Linked DNA regions of Rattus norvegicus: region 1 is linked to region 2. Evidence: chromatin contacts called from public Hi-C data. All regions are on one chromosome and are shown on one strand. Each heading gives the region's core, a stretch centred on a gene start, on an enhancer-like site or on the middle of the called end of the contact. The rest is flanking DNA. Distances are from core to core; before and after follow the strand shown. Region 1 holds the start of Nphp3 (nephrocystin 3). Region 2 holds the start of Tmem108 (transmembrane protein 108).

Region 1 (5,830 bases), core at 260-2,759, 260 kb before region 2:
GCAGTCTAGATCCGTGGCCAGCCCTCCAGTAAATGTCAACATGGCTGGATGAAATAATGAATGAAATAAATGTGTGAGAATTTTCTCAAGATTATGTAGGTAAGAAAGGAACAACAGGTTTCACAGGGAATTGGAATTGCTGATCTGTGACATCTGTCAGTCCCCCCTGCACTGGCCTCTTTATCCTGCTACCCCCTTCTACCTGCCATCTCACATGGTTCTTAGTGGGCAGTGGTGCACACATGAAATCAGACAGGAGGAACGCACAAATCCACTTTATAGGGGCGACAAGCACATTGGCCTTCCAGTAGGAAGCGAGGCCAGCAGGGAGTGAGACCAGCCTCTCAGGTAATATGCTAATAGCACAGCAGTTAATGAAGGGCTTCATAGCTTACAGGAACATGCCAGACTAGAAGGAAGGAGGCTTCTACAAAAATCCGTGCTGTTTATTTAAGTCTTATTTTGACCCGCCAGGAGCTCTTGGGCTTCAGAGATCCCTCCCACAGAAAAGAGGGGCATAAACAAATGATCATCAGAGAGGCTCCCAGCCCATGGCGTATAGTCCCAGGTTTTGCTCTGAGAAATCTGCTTTACCTAGTATCTGAAAGAATAAAAGGCCTACAGTAGCACCGCAGTAACTGTTGAGCCCATTAACTAAATGGACTAAGGGAGTTTGAGTATCCTCAGGGAAGACTTTCAATCACAACACTTAAAAACGATGAAATCAGGAGGTTTCCAGAAAAATTCCTGTCATATCATTAAACCCCAGAATCTGCAGAACTTTGCGAAGAAACTGAGCCAAGAGCTCCATCTTGGAGATAGGTTAAACCGGGAGGAGTTGTGTGAAGTTGCTCTGAGAAATTTTGCGACTTCAGGACTTGGGTTGATCCAACGTGTCTTAATGAATGAACCGGAAACTGAAAGGGGCGGAGGAAGATGCTGACAAGAAATTAGTTTAGACTGAAAAATAATGATTCCTCATAAAGGAGGAGCAGCTTCTGTACATTTAGAAAACAACTTGGTTTGTAGCTGGGCTAGGATGGTGGTGCCACCAAGCGGCTGAGCGACGCTCTCGGGTCTCAGTTTCCTCAGAGCCTCCCGCTCGCGGCGCGCTGGGTCCCGTGTTACCTGCAGCTCCGCCCGCAGCCGCTTGTTCTCCGTGTCCAGCTTGGCCTCTCGGCGACCCATGGACAGCAACTCCTGGTTCTTGCTGACCCGGAAGATCTCGTACTCTTTCTTGAGCCGCTCGAACTCGGCCGCCGCATACTCTAGCTCGGGCACAGACGAGCCGGTGGACTTGAAGCTGGCGCCCAGCAGCCCGCCGGCCCCCGCCGCCCGAGGCAGCGACCCGGGCCCGGCTCCCGCGCCCCTGCGGAACGAGCTACGCAGCAGGCGAGCCTTGGGCTTCACTTCCACCGGGATCTCGCAGGCCTCGCCGCCGCCTGCCCCGTACGTGTCCTCGATCACCTCCCCACCAGCGGGGCTCACCAACGACGAGGCTGTGCCCATGATGCCCGGGGCCGGCTGAGGCTGAGAGCCTGCTGGGTGCCAGGAGGAGGCGGGGCCAAGAGGGCGGGGCTTGCCTAGAGGGGCGGAGCGCGGCGGCGAGAAACCAAAATCAGGGAGGGGCGTGGCCAGGAGCAGGGCTGGTCCGGGGCGTGGCCAGGCCTTCGGGGCGGGGCCGAGATGGTGGGGCGGGGTGCAGCATCGGAGAGGGCGCGTGTGGAGAGAAGAGCAGAGCAGTACGTGAACTGGGTCTGACGATTGGGGAGAAGGGCATAACGTGGCAACTAGAGGGGGCGTGGTGTTGAAGAAGAGTGGCCATCCTGAGAAGGGGCGGAGCCATACTTTCGGGGCGTGGTCGAACACACTGGGGATGTTGGGGCAACCAGAGAGGGGTGGGACGAAGCAGCGAAAGGAGGCGTGATCATCTGAGAGTAGTGTCCGGAGAGGGTGTCGGGCCAGATTTGGGGTGTGTAATCCGGTAAGTGAGGCGTAAAGCAGCAGCAGGGAGAAAGAGAATCACAGTCAGTCGGAGAGGGGGTCCTGGCTGGACAGGGAGGGGGGCGTGGCCAGGAAGAAAAAGTGGAGCCCAGTGGGGTGGAGCCAGGTTTCGGGGGCGTGGCTGGACAAGCAGGACGTGCGCCTCCGAATGAGACCGGGAGGGGAACTGGATAAGGGAGGGTTGCAAGAAATGAGAATCGGGAAGAGAGGAATGGGTAACACGGAGCAGGAGGGCCTGAGAACTTGCTTTGCAGGAATAAGCGGAAGGACTGAGGTGAGCTAGCTGGATGGGACCAGAAGAGCTAGACTCGGGACACCCAGAAGGGAAGGTTCCAGACTAGGCCCAAGCCTACAAGATCCGCTTCCTCTGCGTGAACTTAGTCTCAGTGAGCAAGAACTGGATCACACACCCATCTGCCCCTGCTCCGCTACAGCTGTTTTCTGGGGTTCCTGACTAAGGGGCTCCTTTCTAGAGACAGTTCAGTGCCTAGTGTGTCTCAGGATGCATATAATAAATAATGCCAGGCAGGACAGAACTTCGCAGCATCACCACTGGAACACCCCCCCCCCCCAACCCCCTTCCATCCTTCGATAAGCTCAGGTTTTATAACGTCTGGCAACAAGGACGCTGGGGACCCTATTTTAGACGGAAGGAAATTGTAATGACAGGGTTTGTAGGAAGGGAACACTTGCTATCTTTTTAAAATTCTATTCCAAGTTGCCCTTGGTCTGCTAACTTATTTTCTGACCTATCCCAGATTGGTACCACGGGTTAGAGGGGACAAAAAGGTCAGGAGTGGCTTTGACTCACATTGTTCTGAGGTGGGGCGCTGGTGATCTTCATATATTTCTTCTTAGGCATTCTTGAAAATTCTCCCAGTGCCAGCCATTCTCTCTCTGCCACCATCTGAGGACGGTATTGGGAGTCTCCTTGCCCAAGGGTGATATAATTTTATTCCAGCTCTTGCTTACTCTTTTCCCAGCTGCCAGAAATCTGGTGGCATTTTAAGCATCTGTCCATGCAGAGGCTCCCTGGGCTGACACAAGAGTCTTTGGTGGCTTACTTGACTATAGTTTCATCTGATCCACAGACACCATAGGGATTCTTGGAAAGCCTACTCCGAGACGTAGATAACCAAGCAAGGTGTCTACCAGGGGAATGCTGGGTAGGTACCTGGGACAAGGCCAGGGAGTTGGTATGAGGTTGCCCTGTGTAGCCTTCCCAGCAAGGATCTCAGCCAACCCTGCAGGGATTTTTGAAGTGGGATGGACCTGAGGAGTTGTCCTGAGTTATTTGGGGGTCTAGGACTTATTAAGGCCATCATCTGCTCTCTTTAGCCAGAGGATGGCTGAGAATGATCTGCTCTCAGCACCTTCATAGCTGACGTCAAATTCTTCACTCATCATATCTACCACAAAGCAAACGGCCTTTCCTCCAAAGAACTCTGGGAATGCTGGTCCATTCTAACTACTACCCCAACCCCCACAAACGCCCTGAGCTCCTTCCATCAAATTAGCCGGTCATGTTTTCTCTGACCTCTTAGACATCCTTCTGGCCTTTGTACTCTTCTAAGTTGAAGGATTACGTATTGATTTCTCCAGTTAGTACCGTGAGAGTTCTAAAGGGAAACATTTGCTCTACCTGAGTACCCAAAGAACTGCCCCACATTCTCAGAGCCTTTCTAGCTGCTGATTTCTGATCTCTTTTCCTTCAGAGATTTGAGGATCACTCTCTAGATTTTCCTTCCTTCCCTCCTTCTTTTTCTTTTCTTTCCAAGACACAATCTTCTATAGCCCAGACTGGTCTCAGTCTTTCTTTGTAGTTAAGGATGGCCTTGAACTTCCGATCCTGCTGTGGGCACTACCATCCAACTTGCTGGGGTCCCAGAATGAGTACACAGGAGAAAGCAACTGGTCTGCCTGGGTTCATCTCTCTTTGTTTTTCCTGGCTGCGAGGAAATGTGAGGAGCCTTCTCACAGTCTGGCCACAAGGTCTTCCTGCTGAGAGGGACTGTACTCTCAAATTTTGAGCCAAAATAAACTCTTCCTTCCCTATATCCTCCCTCCCTCCTCCTCTTCTCCTCCCTCCCTCACTTCTTCCTTCCCTCCCTCCCTCCATCCCCCTGTCCCTCCCTCCCTCTCTTCCTTAAATTACTTTTTTGTCAGGTACTTGTCACAATAATGAGAAAAGTAAAACAGCAGTTACCAGCCAGGAGGGGTTTCTTTTTGGTAACCTTTTGGTTGTCGTTTCTATACCACCTGTTATTGGATCTCTTCTGGGCATAAAGGTAGTGCAAGTAACTGATGACCCAGAAAGACCCATTATGAACTTGGTTCTCACAGAGCTCATGGACTAGACTAGTTGTCACTGTCGTCTTTAAATACCTTCAAATGGCTTTGTAGATGCTTCAAACACAAATCCAGGTTTGTGGAGACCCTGGACCTCCCTGCCTTTATAGGCACAATGACAAAGACACCGTCTTTCTCATCAAGTAACTGTACATACATTCCGCCTGCATGTTGACCTTAGGTGAGCACTGATCAATGTCCAAGTGAGCAAGACCAAAGGTGACCATGTGCAGGGGCCTAGCTGGGACCCAGGATGATAGAGTAGTCGCTATATATCATGTTTAATGACTCTAAAGCACAGCAACATATAGGCTAATCTCAATTTCATAATCTATTTTCTTCTATATGCTTAATAGAACCTACCTACCTTAGTCTGCCTTTTGAAAGTGTAACTCTGAGCATAGAGGCACAGTGGGGAGGAGTGAAATCTCTGCAGATAGATGATTTGGGGACAGACTAATAGCAAAGGACTTTGCTGCTGAGAGTGGTGACCTGAGTTCAGTCCTTGAGACTCACATCCTGGAGATAAAAAGCTGACCCTTGAAAGTTGTTCACTGACTTACAAATGCATGTTATAGCATAATTTAAAAAGCACACGAGGAGGGGCTTGTTGAGATTGGGCCTCACTTTGTAGCCCAGGCTGGACTTCACCTCACTTCCTCCACCCCACACTTCCAGAGAGCCTAGATCACAGATATATCACCATACCTGCCTTGGCCACTGCCATTTTTAATACTGCTCCAATTGAAGATACAGTCTGAGACAAGGAGAGGGTACATTTGTGGGACCAAGTGCCAAAGAGAAGTGTAATGCCCTTGTTCAAAACTCCGAAGACTTTCAAGCAACAGCGTCAGAGTGGTAACCCCAAAGGGCAGTTCTTTAAGTGTGGGGCCCGGGGATGAGAAGCATATGGGAGTCTTCATGGGGTCACATGAAGCTGTCCGCTTCCGACTGCATGCCTTGAGTCTGAGTGAGCCCTGCCACTGCCTTGACCAATAAACTGTAGCAGAAGTGGCATCATGACAGTTTCTAAGATGAGTCCCCGAGAGAATGATTGCTCCATTTAGAGTATCCCAGAATTCTCTGGAAGCCTGCAAACAGAGTCTCACGCTGATGAGTTCATGTGTAGGTGGTAGTCTCAGCCAGGCCCAGACTTCCAGCCACCCTTTCCAAAGCCACGTGTGATAAGGTCATCTTGCCTGTTTTGAGCAGCGTACTTATCTGGATGCCAAGTGACTTTAGTACACCCCACCGTGAGCAGAGCCACTTGGCAAACCACAGACTCAGGGGTACAACGAGGTTGCTCTTCCTTTCAGCCACTCCCTTTTAGAAAAATTCTAATTCCCGAGGAAGAAAAAAAAAAAGTGCTTCCATTTGATTTGAGTATCAGTATCAAATTAATAAACATTGATTCCGCTCTTCAAAACATCTCCGAGAAAATGACACTCTAGCTGGTTCTCTGAGTCTGAAGTTTGAA
Region 2 (5,601 bases), core at 2,177-4,676:
TAAAACTCGGGTGGGCTCCTGGTTACAATGAAGCAAATGTGGATTTCTGGGAGCTGGCAACTGGGTGGGGCGGTTTATATTTTATCTCTTCTTTTCCAATATACGTAAATCTCCTGGTGAGCAATTTCCGGGTTAGAGAACCTTGGATGAGCAGAGCTGACCCCCGTCAGATGCTAACATACTGGTGGCCAAAGACAGGATAGCTGAGTTGTGTCTAGAAAGCAAGCTGAGTGAGGAGTGGAAAAAGGATGGCAGTGTGGACTCCTCCCTCTTCCTCCCCCTCTCTCTCTCCCCCTCCCCTCCCCTTCCTCCCTCCTCTTCCCCTCCTCCTCTCTCACATCCCAAGCAAGGATCCCTTTGCTTTTTTGCATCTCTTTCTATAATGATGACACTCGTAGGGAGAAAAAGAAACACTTTTCTATAGTTAAAAGTTTACATCAGCCGTGCTAGTTAAGTATCTGTTAAAACCGTCCTTATCCCCCTCCCCCAATAGATAAAGTTGCAAGTTTACAAGGGTGAGAAAGTTTCTCTCCCACTTGGTTGCTGTGAAATATATTTTTAAAGCGTCGGGGTGGGGGTGGGGAGCTGGTTTACAGGCTCACACCCGGGGGCATCTGTAGTTCTGGTGCTGCAAATGAAGTCCATTGCCAGCAAGATGGCCGGCTGTCACGTGTTCTGAGGGGGACCTCTGATTCATCTGAAAACTAGGTCACTCACCACTGTGGCAGGTACCATTCCACAGATAAACTAGGTGACAACCATGCTCAGAGACTCTGGTACTAGTCACCTCAAAGTAACAGAGTTTGGTAAAAACCCCAGTGAAGAGAACTGAGAATTCTTTAAAATAGACCCGGCTCCCTTATTTAGCTAGGACAGCAAGCTACATGAATAGTACAGCTGTTTGAGTTGAAGGCATGCTTGTTTGCTGGAGGGACAGCCTGCACTCAAATTTAACCACATGGGGTTCAGAATCTGTATCCAAGCTGGAGGAGGCTCTTGCTGGGCCCCAGGAGTCTGCATTTTAGCAGCTCTCCCAGTGGTATTTGCTGCATGCTTTGGGGCAAGCCTTGGGTACGAAACTCTCTGTAAATCCCAAAGGGGAATTGGTTTCTGATGAAGGCATCATGCGGGTGACATCATCACTAGAGAGACCAATTTAGTGCGGTTAACTAGAGGTAATAGGCTCCTTCCAAATTATGTAGTCGTCTCACTGAGATTACTCTTGGTTGTAGACTTGGCATCTCAATTTGTCCCATTCAACAGCCTTGGTGGTATTCATTACCGACGAGTTATTTTTGGCCTTGGAAAATCTATTTTCACAAACTATGTGGAAACTTCCCCCTGTTTACAGCATGCTGGCATCATTAATGATTTATGATCCCGAGTTGTTATTGTTTTTTTTTTCTTCCTTGTTAAAAAATGAGCCTGAGATGGACTTAGTTGGCTCAGGCCTGTAATTCCACCAACTTAAAAGGTAGAGGCAGGAGGTGGTTCAGGAGTTCAAGGTCATCCTCAGCTACATAGGAAAGATGAAAGTCAGCCTGGACTACTTGAGACACTGTCTCACAAACAAAACAAGACACAAAACAAAACAAAACAAAACGTCAAACTTCATAAATGTAGCGACTTTTACAGGTATTCTCAGCAACCACTGGATAGGAATCCTATAAACCATGGAGCTTATGAAATGTATCAGATTTGGTCAGACTCTCCCAGCTGCTTCATCTCAGCTTGTTTTCTGGAGAAAAAACAAACAAACCACGTGACATGCAAATCACGCTATGGAGCACGGGGTCTCACGTCAACAGAAGAATCTCGGAGGACTACTTTTCTTGCTTGGGCATCTTCCTACTCATCTCTGTCCAGGACCACTGGACCATTGCTGTGCAGGCTCGGGGGAGCCCTGAAACTCTCAATTTTGAGCTAAGTCATCTCTGATAGAAGTATGATGAATGATGCCTGAGACTGTTAAGTGCATCTTACTCCTAGTTGAGAAGCCAGAGGCATCCGACATACAGACAAAGGCGAGGTTCTCTAGGTGGCAGCTTGATCACCTCTGTGAAGAGTAAAATAAAAGTACTTGGCACGTGTTCCTATCTTTTGGTCAGGAATCCTGGTAAAGGGGATTGGAAAGCTTAATATTTAAGGCTCTTGAGAGTTGGGCATGGTACAGCATGCTCATAAGCCCAGCACTTGGGTCACTGAGACTCATAAATTCCAGGCTAACCTAGACTACATAAGGAGACTCTGTGTGATACTGAACGTGCTAGCTGCCCAGTCTAAAGACATTCATGTCAAATTTGAGGAAGCAAAAGCGTTGGACTTAGCAATAAAGGATTATTCAGATAACTTAAAAAACCCTCAAGGGCAATTACGTTTCCAGCTCTGTGGTTTATGCCTAGATTGCCCAAAGCATTGGTCACATACGTCTTCATCCTTTTAGAACAGTGGTTCTCAATCTCCCTAATGCTGCGACCCTTTAACACTGTTCCTCATGTTGTGGTGACCCCTCCTCCCCCCACCAGAAAATTGTTTCCGTTGCTACTTCATAACTGTAATTTTGTTACTGTTACGAATGTAATGTAAATATATGTAGCCATGGATCTCAATGGGGTCCCGACACCTAGTTTGAGAACCGCTATTTTAAAATGTTTCTGAATTCAACCATGGAGTCATAATATAGGCTGTTGAGATTCTACAAGACTGGAACCACATGGGTGGTTTCTCTCCTATCAAGTCTCGCACAGTGCTACTGAGCCGCAGGTGCGAGCACTTTAGCACGGAGGCAGACCTAGTGTTCTCTTCTGTCTCTGCTTGCCTGTTCCATATCCACATAGAGCTATTCCATCGCCTTTCCTCAGCTGCCGTCCACCCTATAGGCCTCACCACTTCACCACATGTTGAGACAGTTATCTTCATCATTGAAGGACAAGAAAGGTCGTGAAACTTGCAAACAAATGGAGCAGGGGCTAGTCACGTCATTTTTTTTGACAGTGCTCCTTAAAGCTTGGCCTTGGACCAAGAGAAGCTTCATCACCACTTGGGGGCTTGTTAGAAATGCAGATTCTCGAGGCTACACCCCAGACTTTAACAAGACTCCCAGGTGATTCTTACTTAAGCTAGGATCTGAGAAACCAATCGATGTAGGAATTGATCAACTGGACGCCACTCATCTGCGGAAATAAGGGACTGAGCCTTTGTGCCCGCCTCTCGCACCCGCTCTACAAGGTAGCAACCGAACCCCGGGGGACATCGGAGCCAGGCGCTTGCCGAGGGCAATTTGGTGATTGGCTTGTGAGGCCACGTGACCAGAGCTAGGCCGTCCACGCGACACGATTGGTTCTCGCGGACTCTGACGGACAGGGCCGGGGCGGGCCAAAGCCCGGTCGGAGGGGAGCCCGCGGGGGCCGGAGGGGCGAAGGAGCGAGAGCGCGAGTGCGCGTGCGCGAGCGGCGGGGCTTTCTCCGGAGCCGTCGGAGGGAGCCGGAGCGCTTCTCCCGAGGTGAGCGGAGTGGGGCGGTCCCTCTGATGCCTGGTCCTGGGGAGCGGCGGGGATGGCTCGGGGTTCGCCTGCCCCGGGAGCCCTGCACTGGGGAGGATGCAGCCCCAGCATTCGCCAGCCTGCGTGCCTTGGTTTCCCTTTTCCCACCCTCTGATACATCTCGCCATCCTCCCCGCGGCCGCCGTGGCTGTGCCCGAAGAGGCTTGCCCACCTGGCCGCCTCGCCTCCGCCTTTGTTTCCCGCCCCGGAGGGATGCTGCCACCGGTCCCTTCCCCAGGGGAAGGGCTCGGGAGGCGCCGCGAGGGCGCCACGGTCGCTGGACTGGGTCTGGGAAATGTGGCTTCCATGCAGCGGGACCTGTCGCATGGGAGAACGAAAGGGGTCGGGGGGAGCGTAGTGTCACTTTGGTTCGAGCCCTTGAGACCCGAACTAATCCGGCGACTGAGAGCGAAGCAGAATTCCTAGCGCATCTGATGATCCTTCTGCCTCGATGCGGGCGCGAGCATCGCTGGGGAACCGAGCCTGTGCTGCCCAGAAAAGGGTGCCCTGGGGAAGGCTACCCTGCCTGTCCGCTGGACCTCGAACCTGCACTCACCCCAGACTTTCACCGAAATACAACGCTTGGAGCCTACGGAGAGAATCCAGAGATGCGTTAAAAAGCTTAATTTTTTCCCCTTTAAAACAATCAGAGCAGGTCACACAAAAAATGGTTTACAGAGAGTATAACTGATGACTGGGAAATAGTGAGGGAATTTGCCTGCAGTGAACTGCAGACCAGACAGCGCACTGAGAGAGAGAGAGGCTTCTTAAAGAAGATACAAGACGCGGGGTGGGGGTGGGCTCTGTGACTTTCTAGGTCTATCCAAGAGGGTACTTAGTTTTAGCCTGTCCGGAGGGCAGCGTAGGGAGAAGGGGAGCTAGGGTCTAACATGCACTTTCTAATTCTTTGCTGAAGTGTATGTAAAAAGAAAAGAAAAAAAAGAAAAAGAAAAAGACCGTTTGGCTGCCGGAAGAGATGGTGGGTGGGGGCAAAAGTCCCTTGAATCCTTTAGAAGAGGGAAGGCGTGTCCAGGAATTTAATGTGGTATTTAAAAGGCAGGTTCTCAGGGTAATAAGCATGTCCCCAAACACACAGTAGCAATGACACGTGAGACGTCTTATGGCGAAACTTAAAAGATCCCGTGAGTTTTTCCACCGGTTAACTAATCTGATGCACCTGGTGTTGTAACACTGGTTCAACTAATTGCCAGGAAGAGAGTCTCTCCCGAGTTTCAGTGTAACCCGTTCCGAACTTAAAGGTTACTCAGTCTCTACCTGACCCTGGGGAGACATTCTGAGCCTGCTGTAAAGCCCTTCCTTCCCCATGTGAAGTTTTTTTTTTTTTTTTTTTCCCTCTTAGGAACCTAAAACAACCGTACCTTGTGCCAGCAAAATATTCAATTTAATTTATTGAAGTACACAATATTCAGTTCGTTTACTTGCTGAAAAATTTTCAATTCTTTGGGCAAGTTTTAAAAAATAAGACGTCTTGTGGTTGTTTCATTGTTTTGAGAAGGCACCCCTTCAGTTTGTTAAGACTACAGGGATCGAGCTCTGTCTTCTCAGCAGCCCGGAGTAAAGTTTTGGTGGTTTCTTGAGATGAGCGTAGAATGGAATCTTTTGTGACGCATGGTGGGAACACCACAGATGACACCCCTGCCCCAGTAAAGCTCAATAAAGGTTCTCATCGGACAGACGGAAACACAGAAAACTAGTGGGGACAACTTAAATACAGGAAGCTGATTTACACTGGGGAGGGGAAAGGGATTTTGAGGACGAAGGAGGCAGTATGGTTTGAGGAAAGCACACATTTTTGATTTTAGAGAAGAAATGTCATTTTGCATGCAGACTTCACATAAGATACGAAGAGGGCATGGATGTGTGTTTAACTGATAGAAGTGGGGTCAGCTGTTCCAAAGAAGCTGAAAAAAACTCTGCCTAGGGTCTGAAGGGCCAAGAGAAAAATTGACAGGCATAGTTCAACTTGAGGTATGGTCTTTATCCTCTGATTCCATAAAAGCCTTTTATTCCTGCTTTCAAGACAGCCAGAGAATCATATT

The links. Hi-C and Micro-C count contacts between places; a contact is called where the count stands out from the background.
Region 1: a Hi-C map of liver shows a contact between it and region 2, with 6 times the contacts expected there. The contact joins the promoter of Nphp3 here to the promoter of Tmem108 in region 2. A contact is called at or near these places in 10 of 12 Hi-C or Micro-C datasets (the A7r5 cell line, the Rat2 cell line, Schwann cells and 6 more) and 1 of 1 datasets of contacts at active chromatin or transcription factors (oligodendrocytes).

The regions. Positions count from the first base shown.
Region 1 is chr8:113,496,387-113,502,216 of GRCr8, reverse strand. Nphp3 (nephrocystin 3) reads right to left here and starts at 1,509. Exons shown (of 27, transcript NM_001191882.1): 1 at 1,129-1,509. The coding sequence starts at 1,509.
Region 2 is chr8:113,236,748-113,242,348 of GRCr8, reverse strand. Tmem108 (transmembrane protein 108) reads left to right here and starts at 3,426. Exons shown (of 6, transcript NM_001399273.1): 1 at 3,426-3,502.